Linked DNA regions of Rattus norvegicus: region 1 is linked to region 2. The links are chromatin contacts, called in public Hi-C maps. All regions are on one chromosome and are shown on one strand. The core of a region is the stretch at or near the end of the contact, and the rest is flanking DNA. Distances in the headings are between cores, read along the strand shown. Region 1 overlaps Vcl (vinculin). Region 2 overlaps Adk (adenosine kinase).

Region 1 (3,224 bases), core at 187-2,686, 81 kb after region 2:
TAAAGTGAGGCCACTCTAGCCAGAGGTGCCCTACATTTGGCTGCTTTGCCCACTGGTAACTTGTGACCTCTCCTTCTACTGTATTAGAATACATTAGCCAGAATTGCTACCAAGATTGTCCTTTATCACACCGACCCGCTTATGTTCTACACTACTGTCTAACTCCTTTCTGGATTGGATAAAGTCGTTAGTAAAATAACCTCATTTAGAGCATTATTCATATAAATGTACTTTATTGTTTTAAACAGAACGAAAGAAGAGGCAGAAAACATTTGCATGTAAGTCCTAGCTTATAAATGTAGTTTTTAGTGGTGGCATCTCTAACACGTCGTTCAGGGACTGTTTCCTTTTGCCTCCTTGTACTGTGAGCACTGACACTTGAGAAAAGCACATCTGGCGGACATATGTCTCCAGAACTGGAAGAACTTGGAGAGCAAACATTTTTCTTAATTCCTCTAAGTAATCTTTAGTAAAACAAAAGATGATCTTTGGCATAGATTCATACTTTAAAGGCATTGATATGCATTTATATCAGGTAAGCAACTATACAGATCTGCTGAGAGCTTTCAAAAGAATCTGTTATCAGCTGAAAGGAAATAGGGGAAGCCTGAGTATTCAGGGTCAACTTAAGATTTGCAAGTTCAGTGTTGGGGTCAACATACTAGATGTGGGAAGAACATCCAGGAAGGTCTTAGTCCTGTATTCACCTGGTTCTTGATTTCTGGAAGAAGCATCCATGCGCTAGGAAATGCTTATACAGCCGAGGTAAATGCAAAAATGAGTAAAGTCACTTTTTCACTAACTTTGCCCAATAGGAAACATGCCTTTCTGATAAGTAGATACCATACTCTTTATTCTTGAATACTTTATATTGAGAGAAGGTTGTAGTTGGTTAAAAGCAACTGGGAACTATAACTTCCTACTGATTTTTCCCTAGCAGCACCAGAATTATATTCTGCAAATGCTATTCTCCCTTACATAGGAAATATCCTTCAGACAAAATTGCCTTTCCATTCAGTCTCTTAAGAGCTTAATTTTGAATGGACTTTTCAAAGTTACAAGCAAAGTCAAGTGTGGTGGTAGGAGCTAAGAGGCTGACACAAGTAGATGACTTGAATCCAGAAGTTCAAGACTAGCCTGGACAACATAGAGAGACCCAGTCTCAAAATTAAAAAAAAAAAAAAAAAAAAAGTGGGGGATGGAGAGATTGCAGACACACACACCTATGATCTTTAAAGTCTTGTTTAAGAAGCACATAGAGGAAGACTGCCCAAGCCTAGGATGATTTGGTTAAAAGTAAATGCAGCATTTCAGCTCAGAAATTAAAAAAGAAAGTAAAAGCTAAGGATGAATGCTAAGGCCTCAGCACAGACCTCTACTGGCAGTGACAAGCATAGAAAACCTGGGAGTGGCCCCACTGGGAGGATGGGCAGGATCACACCCAGCTACTCTGCCCCCTCAGTGGCAGAGAGCACCAGTGTGTTTACATGATGGTTACCTTGGCAACCAAGCAAGGCAGGATGTGAGAAGGGAAGTTTCCATAACACATACTAGTGAGGGGCATGGTAAAGACAGAAGAGTGATTTCCTCCTAACAGTGAAAGTTGGTTTTCCATTGTGCGGAACTAGGAATACATGGGGAGAAAGTGGGAAATGGATCCAGGCTGTGCAAGCTGGAACTCCCCAGAGACCACCTTTTCCTGCAGCAGTGATGCACAGCCCAGGGAAGATGGGCAGGGTCAGCAGCAAAGGGGAAACCCAAAATCACTTTGGAAGCACAGTTATTTACTGACTCGCCTCAGTTCTAGGTCTCGAGAGCCTAAAGGGGGGAAAGGCAGCCAGTGAACCATAAACACAGAGAGAAATGTCCCAGGGCAGAGCAGGGCTTCCTGCTAGTGTTCACGCTTATTCTGAGCTTATGTAAAATCCTTGGGAGAGTGCACAGAGTAACTGAAAGTACAGGGTTTGTAGAGAGACACTTCAAAGTGTCCATGACAAGAGTATAAATGTTTTTTCTATGTGAAGAGGCCCCATTCCTTTCTGGTGTGTGAAACCAGGGATTGATTTTCCACCCCTGGCAACTCTGAATGGCTTCTGAAGCTCAAGATGGTCACCTCCTCATTAGCAGAGGTCTGTGTACCAGCCAGGTCTGACCAGGTGCCTACTGGTACCAGGGAGTCTTTCTGACCCAGCGCAGAGTAAATCCGGCGTCTGTTCGAATCTTGATTGAAGCAGCTTCGGCCTCTCGCACAGTCTCTTTCACAGACTGCATGAGGTTCTGGGCATTATGAACCAGCATCTCTGTGGCCTGCAGGAGAGGAGCCCTGTTACCATAGCCTCCAATGCAGAGCTGCCTGCAAGCTGCCATGAAGCCAGGAGTGGGCTGCAGCTGACCCCTGCACCGGACCCCCTCCATCTCCGCTGGCTTAACTACACAAACAGGGCAATGTTTATACGATTTGACTTGTACACCAGTAACTGCACTGTGTCTCTGTATGGCTGGCAGCATGTACTCACTCCTGGTTTTCAGAGGCGCTGTTCTTTCAGGACTCTGCTATGTCCTCTACCTACAACACTTTTCTTCCAAGTAAGCCAGGCTCCCCCTCCAGCATTCTTCAGATCTTAGGGAACCATACATTAAATAACACACCACTAAACTCTTAGCACTTTACTTGAAGTTACTGTTTTTCTTCATAAAATCCATCACTAACAATGGAGTGCTGTATATTATACCTAGATTGCTTGGGGTGGGTTTTGTTCTCTTAGTTGGCGTTGGGTTCTGGGGAGACGGTAGTGTGGTTCCAATTATCTGTCTGTCTTTAAGCTCCACAGGGCAGAGATTTTTGTTGGCTTTTTCACTGCTCTCTATTTAGTACAGGGGGCATTTCATAAACAATGAATGGAAATGATCAACCCAGTCAACCCTTAACACAGGACTAGAGGATGGGAATAGCTGGCTGGCTGCCCACACCCAGACAACCCAATCATTCAGTTAAATCACTCAATCGGGTTTATTTGTTAGATGTACAGTGTTCTGCCTGCATGTATGCCTACAGGTCAACCCATGGAAGAACAGCCAAGTGCTCTTAACCTCTGAGCCACCTCTCCAGCCCAACTCAATCATTCCTTAGGGCAGCAGGTCTAACTGGCTGTAAGTTGTAGATCTTTTGAGGATTTAAGGAAGGCCATGGGGTTGGAGGGCCGGGGGGTCCATGTCACATGAGT
Region 2 (3,168 bases), core at 661-3,160:
CCTGCTGGGATGTAGTCAGTGTTCAAGAGCGCTTGCCTGTATCCCTGAGGCTAGAAGTGGTTCCCACCACTGGAAACAAACATATGAACAAACACAATGTATAGTTAAACGTGAGGGAGACTGGCACCGTAGCTCAAATTTCCCAATGGAAGTCCCAGCCATAGAATCAAAAAACTAAGACAGAAGAAGTTGGGTATGTTCTAGAAAGGAGACCCAAGGCAAACAAGGATACCAGTGATGAGGGCTCTGAGTAAAACACTCAAGGAAATGAAAACCACAAACTCGGCTCAACATTATATCATGTGATATACAGGTACAACATTCAGAATATAACTCAATCAAGTCATAAGGCTGACCCTGCCTAAGCACGAAAGCTTTCTGTATTAATCTGATATGAACCTTTGAATTTTTGCCTCACCTTGGAAGAATACTAAATATCTTCAAACTGAAAGTCAGGTACACACAATACCTGACCAGTTTTCTGCAGTCCATTCAGTTGTACGTCTAAGGTGATTTCTAAAATCGCAACTGGTCCTGTGGTATTAATTTAGGCAGCAAGATAGTGTGTTCATTCTTCTCAGTCACTATACCAGACATTAACCTTCTTTCAAATGACTGTGGTCACAGATGACTCAGCAGGTAAGAAGGCTTGGTGCTCTTGCAGAGGATCGGTTGGGGTCTGGTCCCAGTACCCACATGGCAGTTCACAACCATCTGCAACTGCAGGTCCACCGGGACCATGCACACGTGTGGTACACACTAACAAAACACTTATAAACACAAAGTAAAATAACCTTTAAAAATAAGTAAATAAAACAAACTTACTATATTGCTTAAAGAGCTTTTTGGTGGAACCAAAAAAAAGAAGGTGGGGTGGGTTGGGGTGGGGCGGCGTTTAAGTGGGAACCAGAAGACCAGTCTCTGCTCCAGCACTGTGATGAATGGGTGTTAACCTGTAACAGATCGGTTGATTCCTGGGACTCACCCTATGCACGACAAAATAGGTATTGGGCTTTAGCTTAGATTCTGTCTTTCAAAGTCAAGCAAATAAACCTAAGTCCCTTGAAGAGAGAGCTCTTTTTCTTCCTCTGCTTTGTAGAGTATAGCAAAGTAGGAGGAAAATCACCTTTAGGCTATCTCTATAAAGTAGTACAGATACGTATTTGTTAATAACTTTGCAACTGTTACCTTTTCTTACACGAATCTCCTGACCATATCTTAATACACCGTTCATATTCCAAGCAATGAGAAATTTATTTGTTTATAAATGAATGTGAATAAAAATGGTTCTATCTTTTACCATTGCAGGTATGTAGGCATGTTCAAAAACAGAAGACAAACTATTCCTGAGTCTCTGTTTACAAATGAAGTTGGTATCTTTCATTCTTTTGATAACTTTATAGAGCTATGATAGATATACAGAACTATATGTCTAGTGTGACGGTATATATGCCTAGTGTGATGGTATATATGCCTAGTGTGACGGTATATATATATGCCTAGTGTGATGGTATATATGTCTAGTGTGACGGTATATATGTCTAGTATAGATGGTATATGTGCCTAGTATGATGGTATTGCTCAGATATAAAATGCAAGTTCCTGGCACCTAGCATTTGTTAAAGGCTTCATCCTTAACTCAGTGTTCAAAAGGGAGACTTCTGGAAAATGAAGGAATCACAGGAGCTCTGCCTTAATCTGTAGAGTGCCCTGCTAACGGATTAGGAATTTAACCATGTTATTGAAAAGTGACACACAGTAGGAAGATCTGAGGCCTCCCTGGAGGTGATATGCTCTTAAAGGGAGTATCTCATAACTGCCTCCTCTCATCACCCTTGTTCCTTCTCTCTCATCTCTTGTCCTCTAAATCTCTGTCACTATCTGGGCTTGTTGGTTTCCCAGAACAGCACCCGCCACCCTGTCTTGCCACAGTCCCACAGTGATGAAGTCAGCCATCCTGGACTGACCAAAGTCTAAGTCTCTGAGCCAAAATAAACTCTTTAAATTGTCTCTCATGGCACTTTCCTGATGTGTTATGTTCAAACACAGTAACTACCACGGGGGGGGGGGGGGAACACTTATTGAATCAAAGTGGCATTTTTCATATTTTAAGCTATTCCATTTATAAAACTATGATGGCAATGGGGTAAAAACAATCCATAGAAAACTAACAGCCAGTTTCACTATGGGATTATTCAGAGTCAAGCATGAGGTTGGGATTAATCACACCACAACTATAATTGCTTTCCTCGCTAGCTTTAAAATCATCCCCTAGAGCGGAGCATTCAGAGTGGAGAAACAAGCAAAAGTCTGCTTAGAGAAGCAAGTGTCACTGCTGACCAAATCTTTCCCTGTGTGGCAACTGGGTTTTCCAGGGAGTGGTTGGGGGAAGCATGAGTGACTGTTTATGGAATCTGATTCATCAGATTTCAGAAACTAGGGCTATTGTTAATAAAAACATAGTTACTCCACATACAGCAATGCCAACCATCAGTATACCAGAAGCTCTTGTATCACTGAATCAGGGAAACTGTAGGTGAAAGTGAGCTAATGTAAAGTATCCACAGATTTTTTTTTATATCATGATTTGTCAAGGTTATTTTGAAATATACGAATCAATAATAGTGTTTTTGAGAATAATACATGCCTTGTTAATTATATAATTGCATTTTAGGGATTTCTGTCTTGTTTTAGTGTGTAAGTGTATGTGTGTATGTATGTACTTTACATGTGTCTAAGTGCAAATGCATGTATACCACAGCAAAAACGTGGAGGTCGGGGGTCAAGCTCAGGTGCTATCCACCTTGTTTTGATCAGGGTGACTCTCTGTGGTACACACCACTGCAAACAGCAAGCCTGCTGCCCCGCGGGCCTTGGGGAACTCTGCTATCTCTGTATCTTCCGTCTCACTGCCAAAGCTCTGGGCTACAGGCACACACTGTGTTCCACTTGTTCCAGAGTCCCAGTCAGGTGCTCATGCTTGGCAAGCTCTGAATTCACTGGGCTGTCTTCTCAGTCAAAAAACTGTTTCATATCTATATTTCTTATTTTTTAAAACCCTGGTCCTGAGTACAGAGAGATTTCGGTTATTCTTTTTAGTAGATATAAAGTACTTGTTCATATTTATGGGCATCATAAACTTTAACAACTCAATACATGCACACAATG

Evidence for each region. A called contact is a pair of places that touch in the nucleus more often than the background predicts.
Region 1: a contact with region 2 is called in a Hi-C map of Schwann cells, with 6 times the contacts expected there. The contact joins two enhancer-like sites. A contact is called at or near these places in 2 of 12 Hi-C or Micro-C datasets (the A7r5 cell line and Schwann cells).

What each region holds. Positions count from the first base shown.
Region 1 is chr15:3,314,890-3,318,113 of GRCr8, forward strand. Vcl (vinculin) reads right to left here. Exons shown (of 21, transcript NM_001107248.1): 21 at 180-2,307. The coding sequence ends at 2,161. Among named protein-coding and RNA genes, the nearest start is that of Ap3m1, 20 kb to the left of the region's middle. Within about 2 kb of position 1,437, at least 30 of the 93 cell types and tissues checked have an H3K27ac peak or open chromatin away from gene starts, as enhancers often do. A contact at or near this core is called in Schwann cells, where this site is marked.
Region 2 is chr15:3,233,656-3,236,823 of GRCr8, forward strand. All of the region lies in intron 3 of Adk (adenosine kinase), which reads right to left. Among named protein-coding and RNA genes, the nearest start is that of Adk, 61 kb to the right of the region's middle. Within about 2 kb of position 1,911, at least 12 of the 93 cell types and tissues checked have an H3K27ac peak or open chromatin away from gene starts, as enhancers often do. A contact at or near this core is called in Schwann cells, where this site is marked.